2 separate regions of the Zea mays genome follow, and region 2 is linked to region 1. A link is a contact called in public Hi-C data. All regions are on one chromosome and are shown on one strand. The core of a region is the stretch at or near the end of the contact, and the rest is flanking DNA. Distances in the headings are between cores, read along the strand shown.

Region 1 (4,056 bases), core at 1,397-3,896:
AAAAAAGTCACATGTCCGTGAGCTTGTTTGGCCCACTAAGGCCAAGCCTTCTGTTCGCTCTCACCCGCACTCGACACAAAAGAAAAAAGTTAAGTTCACATTTAATATTACTAAGTGTGATAAAATATTTGATGAGTTGCTTAAACATGGTAATATTAAATTGTCACATGTGATTCCTCCGGTTGAATAATTAAAAGGGCGCGTGTATTGCAAATGACATGACTCCTTTCTCCATAACACCAATGATTGTGTCGTCTTCCGTCGGCAAATACAATCGGCTATAAACGAAGGCCGGTTGAGGTTTCAAAAAGAGGTGAAAATTGAAAGGCCACCTGTCCCTGTCACCACATTAGAGCCGACGAGCAAAAAGGCCATAATTCGGCCTTGTGCGACCGATAAAAGTAAAGATAAAAATATCGTCATTGGTGATCCCCTCACACCAAATATGTCACGCAGAATGGTTACTCGGAAGGCTCCGGATAAAAGAAAGACCGGAGGCACCGGGGGGGCAAGCACGATCAGACACTCGATCATGGTCACCTGTCCTGCGTACGCCGGACGGTCCGGGTACTAAGGCCGAACAGTCCGAGACAGGAGCGAACGGTCCAGCTATAATGGTCAAACGGTCCGCAAACGGTCAGAAGCAGCAACCTCAGACCATCGGACCACAACGTTCCAAAACAAGTGTTAGGAAACAAAACACTACTAAGACGTCTGGACGACTCAGTAGAGTCGGCCCTACTTTTAATCAGTTGCTTGCCAAATATATGAAGAAGGCCGTTCCACACAACCGGCCAATAAAACAAACAAAGTCAAAAGAGCGATCTGCGCGAAAGCAAAAGCCGACTAAACCGACCCAAAAGGTAGCACAACCAAGATCGCCTTGTCATACTCCTCCAGGATAGCGTGGTGCTTCCCGATCTATCCATCGTCGATGTGTTGTCCTACTCATGCGTGGGGTGGTACGACGATGAATCCATATTACTGGCCCAATTCATTTGCTTATTTGGGCTGGGGGCACCACAAGTTTTTGCCTATTGAAAGAATGATCAGGTAGACATGGCCGAAGAGGATGCAATCCGGAACGGCCTCTGTGCATTAAAGTTCCATCAAGTATTTATATTATCTGATCGCAAGAGCCGATGACTTGCATCGAGCTGAGTCCTTACTTCGGGAACAAAGTAGCTCATGAGGTCAATTGTTTCCAAAGTCTTCGCTGGTGCTTTTGGTTCGCCAAGCTCCACCAAAAGGCAGTGAGCATATGTTGAACACCAAAATGAGCGGACGGTTCGACCCTTGGGCCTGGACAGTCCGCGTGCCTCGGGATTAGATTAACTCAGGTGTTTATCTTTATCTTGTGCGTGGTTATCTATCTAATCACGTGGGAGTTGTTGGCTATCTCTTAGGGACAGGTCCAGACCTCCTCCCCTATAAATATAAAGGGGTACGACCGATTGAGAACCTCCGAACACATTCCAATCGAACCAATTACTTTATTTACTTTTCCTGCCCTAGGAGTAGATGTAGCGTAGTCCTAGTTGTAACCTTCCGTATATCCACCTCCCCCTATTCGACTCTACGTCGTCTAGATCTGTCTTGGGTGGCATGCCGATCCCAAGACCACCCTAGGATCTCACCCCTCTCGGGGGGCAAGATCTAGTTGTACACTCAAGACCTCTTCCTCGAATTGATCTCTTAATTCCTAGGTGACTCCGCGTTGTCTGGGAACGCCCCGGGTGACCTGTCGACCCGGAGCACCCTAAGATCTCTTCCCACAGGGAACGAGATCTAGATTCCAGCAAGGAAGACGTCCCTGTCGCCAGGTCGCGAACCGTCCGACCTAGAGCTGCGGACCGTCCGGTGTGACGCAAGGAAGACACCGCTCCTGCGCTCAGGTCGCGGACCGTCCGGCCCAGGGCCGCGGACCGTCTGCGCCGCCGCAGAGGGCACCGCCAGGCGGTACACCACCTAGTGATTGACGCTGCCTAGATCGGCGCCAACAGTACACTAATATTATAATGTATGTATAGCTACTATTACTGTATCGGTATTAGCTATTTTAATAACCTACAATTAGTATGTATATATCTTTGTCCGCCATGTCACTAGTACGATCTATGGGAAGGCTTTTTAAGGACGGCTGCACATAGTTTTTTTAGAGGGCTGAAAATATAAGACATATCTATAAATTGTTTTTCTAAAAAATGAATTAGTTCATGAAAAATTAGTTTGAGAGGAGCCCTTATTTTTTTTGCCTTATTTTCAAAAGTTTATTTAGAGTATCTCCAAGAGTCGTTCTAAATTTCACTCCCAAAATTACCATTTGTAGAATCATTTATATAAAAACCATCTTCTGTATCCTTTTAATCTCTAACAACTTTTCTATGTATTATTTGTTGCACTTCTAGCTGCTAGAGAGACATTCACGTTTTTTTATCTTTGACTAGTAGAAATTTAAAATAGAAGATAATTATATTTAGATAATTATTTAAATAATTTGTTGGAAGGTATTTTTTATAAAAATCTACACTCACGTTAATTAGGAAAAATATACTCTTCTAGTTGCTCTTAACAGATGTGTACGTTAGGTAGTTTTAATGGGAGGGGGCTTGTAATGATTAATTGATTATAATGAGGGGGTTAAACGCACTTTTCCCGCCCATACGCAAGGAATGGCCGGCGCCGTCTCCGTCTCCGCTCACCGGCGGCAATGGCGGTACACGTGGGAAGCCCTAAACCATCTTCCCCTCCTCCGCCTCTACCTCCTACCCCGCGCCGCGCTGCCCTTCCGCATCCCCTCGGACCTCCGCGCCGACCTCCGACTCCAGGGCTCTCTCCTCCACCTGTCCTTCTCGCTCCCCGGGGACGGGGCTGCCGTCGCGCTCAGGGTCCCCGTCCCGAGGGTGCTCGTAGACCCTTCCGCCCCCGTAGAGTGCCGCGCCGCCGCCGCGGGGGACCACCTCGAGCTCCGCCTCGCGCTCGTCCTGCCCGTCGACCACCCTGTCGTCGCCGCCGCGTTCCCTCCACCCCCCGGCGCGGAGCCTCCGGCTTCTCTAGCGCTGCGCGATGGTCAGTCATTCCTGTCCTGTCTCTGCGTTTGAACATAGGCTTGGCAAAGTGTTCGTTCTCTATCTGTTTTTTTCCAGATGAAATTGAATATGCATTTTTATTATTCGTTGTCATCGATAAACAGATTTGAAGAGTTTATCTACTGGAGACGTTCACTTGTATTGCAAAAATTGTTCGTCAAGGTTGACAAAACAGCCACTAAGGTATAGAGCATTCACGCCTTGTCACCTCTAGGCCTTGTTTGGCTGTACCTACCTCAATCCAAATGTGTTGGGGGCGGAACTTAAACTAATTTACATCTCAACCCGCCTCATGTGAATTGAGGTGAATACAAGAGTATCCAAACAAGGCCCTAGTTGGATCACACTTTGTTGTAATCTTCAGTAGTCAGTTTATGCTTAGCATGTGTATCCAGCGGAGATTTGTAGAAACCTATCCTGCTTAAATCATATGTCTGGACTGATTACTACTGGTTCACACCTGGCACCATTAGACAATGGCATTCGAGCTAATCTGCACATCAGTGTGATTCTAACTTAAAGTGGATTAGCTGCCCCCCCTTCTGCACAACCAATGCTGTTCTTATTTACATGTGCCTTAAAGATTCCCTGCACTTTTGTATGTTAGCCTTCGATTGTTCTGGCTCTGTTGTTTATTATTCCAGAAGCATCTGAAGTTTACTCCCAGAATTCTAATTTGTAGAATCACCTGCAATCTGCAGACTAGAGTCAGATTGCTTGTATCTTCCACCAAAAATGGATGTTGATAATCCTAGAAATCTTATTGCGAATAGTAATGCGAGGTTATTACAAATTTTGGCTACTTGTGGGCTGGTGTATATTGGTTGGCTTTTTCTCATGATTTTCTGTCAATATATTTTAACACTAGACGAGAACCTGGGTGAAAACTTCTCACTATGTACAAATTTGATTTCGGCATTATATTGGTGCTGAGCATAACAATCTTGATTCCCTTTTTTCCAGGAAA
Region 2 (4,267 bases), core at 474-2,973, 240 kb before region 1:
AAAAGTTCTAATAGTCACCACTATTCTTAAGGCGTCGCCTAGGCAACGCCTAGGCGTCCAAGCGCTCGGGCAAAACTGGCCGCCTTGCTCGCCTTACCCGCCTAGGCGTCGCCTAGGCGCTAAGGCGGTTGTCTGCTGCACTTGCTCGCCTAGGCGCCTTAAGAACACTGATAGTCAAAGAGCAAACCTTCACTATCAAGGCAAATCCGGCATTGAGGAACGTCCTGAATAACAAGGTGAGTTTCTTCATTGGCATCGATATGTTCATTGTCGTTGTCATCATCAACGCTCACTGGGTTGATTTCACATGAGGCTAGATGCTCTGTTGATCTCTCTATCAGGTTTAGTTGTGAACTTGTTGACTGTGAATCTGACACTTCTGCATGATCACAATGGGGCACAAACTGCATCGTCTCTTCTGTTTGAGTGCCATGAGAAGCCAACTGCATGATAAACAGGACCCAAATCATAGCCAGACATCACCAAGCAAGCATTTTGTCAAGCATTTGATAAAAAAACCAGGTCCTGCAAGATAATATGTGGTAGGTAAGTCGTGTACCAATAAGTAGGATGTGCTGAAAGGTTAAAACTGATAAACTACATGTTAAAAATAAATCAATACCACATAAAAATCAAGCCAATTAGAATAAAATGCCCTCATGCACATAATCTATCACAATGATTTTAAGTATGGCTAGCTAGCTGAAACCTAAAGTTTGGTTGGGTCATCACTCATCAGGGATAATATCAGTCTCAGAATATGGAGATGATAAGTCATGTATATGTTAATCAGAGCATGGGTGCTTTTGCTTAGCTTGATATTTCAACCTTTACTCGGTAAAATGAACCAACATACTTGATAGCGAAGCCATTAGGTTCGAACGGTCGGTTTTGTGTTACTTGGTTTTAAAAGATTTGATGTCTGACTGTTCCGTCTGCTTTGCTGGGGCTGACAGGTAAAGCAGTAATATACGGTTCAATCCCATGTTGGGAGCCTATTACTATTGTTTATACTTTTGAGTTTTGATAAGGATCGGTGCACTAGATTTTGCCAGCCACACTACAAAATAAAGTTAGCTACTACTGTGGGGACCAGTGACCAAGGCGAGCCTGACCTCAACCCAGCCACAGCCAGCATCGATGGATATGGATGGAACCAGGAAAGGAGGGAATCGAATTCCAACAGTATATCTGCTCGAACCAAGTATCTCTAGCACATCACCATCTTATCTAGAACCACACAAAACCCCCACGGTTCCAGATACCCATATCCCAGTTATTACTGTCCCGATTCCCCCGCTACCTATGATGCAGCAGCGCCAATCCAGAGCCTTCAGCTGCTGGGTTAGCTACACATACATGCGCATGGGTCCGTCGAAGCGCCCTGCGGGACGACTGCTGACGAGAGTCGAGGAGCAGAGCAGAGCAGAGCAGAACGCGAATCGGCGACCCTAGACGCCGCGGTCGCGCGAGAGGACGGAAGAGGCGCGAGCGTACGTACCTCGTGCGCCCACGCGGGATGTGTCTCCCTCCAATGGGGGTGGGGGGATCAGGCAGAGGCGCGGCGGAGATCTGAGCGCCGGGCGAAGGTGACGAGATAGGAGACGAGCGGCCGGAGGTATGGTATGGTATGGTATGGACGGGTGCGGCCGGCGGGGGGGCGGCGGCGTCAGGTGTCTTGTTCTGGAAGGGAGGGATTCGAGACCGGAGACTTGGAGACGGGAAGATTGGGAATGGAAAGGGTTGGTTGGATTGTCCTGTTGCTCGTCTTGTACTCTTGTTCCCTGCTCCTTCTCCGTCCCGCCCTGCATTGACCTCGACGCGCTCGGTTTGATTTCTTTTTCTCTTTTTTTAAAAAATTTTTGGACCAAGCAGGGATGGCTAAGGGCCTGTTTCTGTTTGGATCTACCTCGGTTTTAAAAAAAAAAACTGATTTCTATACCTGATTTCTAGAAACTGGCTTTTAGATAAAAACTGCACAAAAGTGTTTGAATCAAAAGTTTTTAAAATTTGGTCTCTAGCTTCGACAATGACCGTTGTATCCTTGGCGGAATGCATGAGCAAGAGCGCAGGTCAGATCGATCTGCGGCCGCGCTGAAGGAAACGGAGGCCTGGGCGCTCCCACGAGATGACGAGATGCGTGGAGGAGTCGAGGAGACACGAGTAGAGATGGCAATAGATCTCGTTTCCTAATTCTTTACGGGAATTCATTAGGAAACGGGAAAGTTTTTTATCTCACAGGGATATAAATAGAAAAAAAATCTCTCTAGACCAATAAACGAGAATGGGTACGAGAAAGCATTTCTCATCCATTTTTCATATAGACCCCGTTAAATTTATATATGGTGATATTTTTTATATAATAGTTAATAATAAAAATAAATAATTATATTGTTAAGAGATTAGATGTTATATAAATATGTTTATTTTAATGTGCATAATGATTTTTTATATCTGACACTAATTTCCCGTTTCCATTCCTGGCGTGAGTGTTGCCTCCTGGGCGGTTACAACACGCCTGGATGTAGACCGGACGCCTGGGCGTGGAGTTGGCCGGATTGCTGCTCGGATGAACACGGGGAGGCCTGGGCGCGTGGAGTTGTTGCTCGCGACGGTGGCATTGTTTAGTAATTATTTTCCAACTCATTAAGGGTAGTACGTAATTAGCCAACCAAAACTGGTTTTAGTAAGGGTTAAACAGATTATTGATTTTTAAGAAACCAGGAAACAGGTTTTTGGAAATTGAATAAAAACTATACCTGTGTAAAGGCCTTCTAACTTTTAAAAATCAGTTTATAAGAAACTAGGCAAATCAAAATAGAACCTAAGCTAGTGGAAATAGCTAACAGCCCAACGAATATTGCGCAAGCGTGAAGTCTTCGTGAATCATAGAATCGTAGTCAGTGGCGGTCTGGCGGACATGAAGGGGCCCCTACTATGTTGATAAAACTCCATTGGCTATAGAGGTATAGTATAGATGAGAAAGAAGGAAGAAGAAAAATAGAGAAAAATGAGCCCTCACACTGTTGGAGAAAGAGGTGGAGGTTAGAGGAGAAGAGAAGAGAGGAAAAAAATGAGAGAAACATAAGTCCCTACCAGCTTGTTTTTGTCTTCACCGTCGGTCACTAGTAAATTAGCCCCTCCCTTAGTCTATTCCTGGATCTGGCGCTGGTCGTAGTTGTACGTTTAAACCTGCACGAAGGAGTATAGAGCCATTAATTTTTCCTTTGCCACACCAAAAAAGTATATGATACCACATTCAACTTACGAGGCGTTTGGTCCTTTTATTTTAGAGGATTTGGAATTCACTTAATTAAGTAACATATTTAGCTTGGATTTTGACATTCATCACTTTCTAAAGTTCTGATATAAGCTTATCTCAAATTCATACGGTCGAGGATGTTAAATGATTTTATGTATTACTAGAATTGGTTTCTACTATGTAGCTTACAAGACGATCTTTAACTCATTCATTTATAGTAAAAATATAGCACATAAATATCTCCGACGTCTTGCTAATAATATTATATTGATATATTTTATATAAAACTGAATTAGTTTAATTGATATATGCCTAAATTACTATATTAGAATGGAATTCAATTCCAATGATCTAAACGGGTCGTTAGGGCTTTTAGAAACACCCCGTTTTTAAGAAACTGGTTTATAAAAATTGAGTTGGTTCTGAACATACCAATTTATGTTCCAGTTTATGAAAATTGGATTCCCAATTTTTTAAAAATCAAGAAACTAGGCTATCCTAGCTAATATAGAAGTTTTAAATACCATTAACCAGTTTTTTTATAAACTAGTTTCTAGAAACTAGAAATAGAAACTCGCATTCTTAAAAACTAGTCGATACCAAACAAGGCCTTAATTTGTTGTTATAATTATACACGGTCAATGGTTTATTTAGCAAATTCAGTTTCGTTCCGTCTCTTGGAGAGATGGATTTTAATTTTAGAAGCCAAACTGTGTTATTGTTTGTTGTCTTATCTTATTTGATATTTGGTTCACAGCCATCGAAATACTTTGTTTGCACTTTATTCTATTCACCGGCGTGCCTCTAAATCCAATCAGATTGAGCAAATTTTTGGTGGTAAAACAAAACAGGAACATCACAAAATTTAGCTCCATCTATATCTATCAATCAAATACTGCATCATCTGTCAGCCGGCAATGTCGTACAATTTGCTCAAAACAAAACAGGAACATCACAAAATTTCCATTGCCATGTCACAAATGACGACGGCAAACCTAGTCAGAG

The links. Hi-C and Micro-C count contacts between places; a contact is called where the count stands out from the background.
Region 2: a Hi-C map of bundle sheath shows a contact between it and region 1, with 2.8 times the contacts expected there. The contact joins the promoter of LOC100285184 here to the promoter of LOC100381864 in region 1. A contact is called at or near these places in 8 of 25 Hi-C or Micro-C datasets (bundle sheath, ear, endosperm and 3 more).

What each region holds. Positions count from the first base shown.
Region 1 is chr5:76,717,316-76,721,371 of Zm-B73-REFERENCE-NAM-5.0, reverse strand. LOC100381864 reads left to right here and starts at 2,646. Exons shown (of 5, transcript NM_001361549.1): 1 at 2,646-3,069; 2 at 3,194-3,272; 3 at 4,053-4,056. The coding sequence starts at 2,673.
Region 2 is chr5:76,955,880-76,960,146 of Zm-B73-REFERENCE-NAM-5.0, reverse strand. It overlaps LOC100285184 (zinc finger, C3HC4 type family protein), which reads right to left and starts at 1,723. Exons shown (of 8, transcript NM_001158078.2): 1 at 1,502-1,723; 2 at 188-525. The coding sequence starts at 470. LOC103626575 (proline-, glutamic acid- and leucine-rich protein 1) reads right to left here. Exons shown (of 13, transcript XM_008646987.3): 13 at 4,103-4,267. The coding sequence ends at 4,258.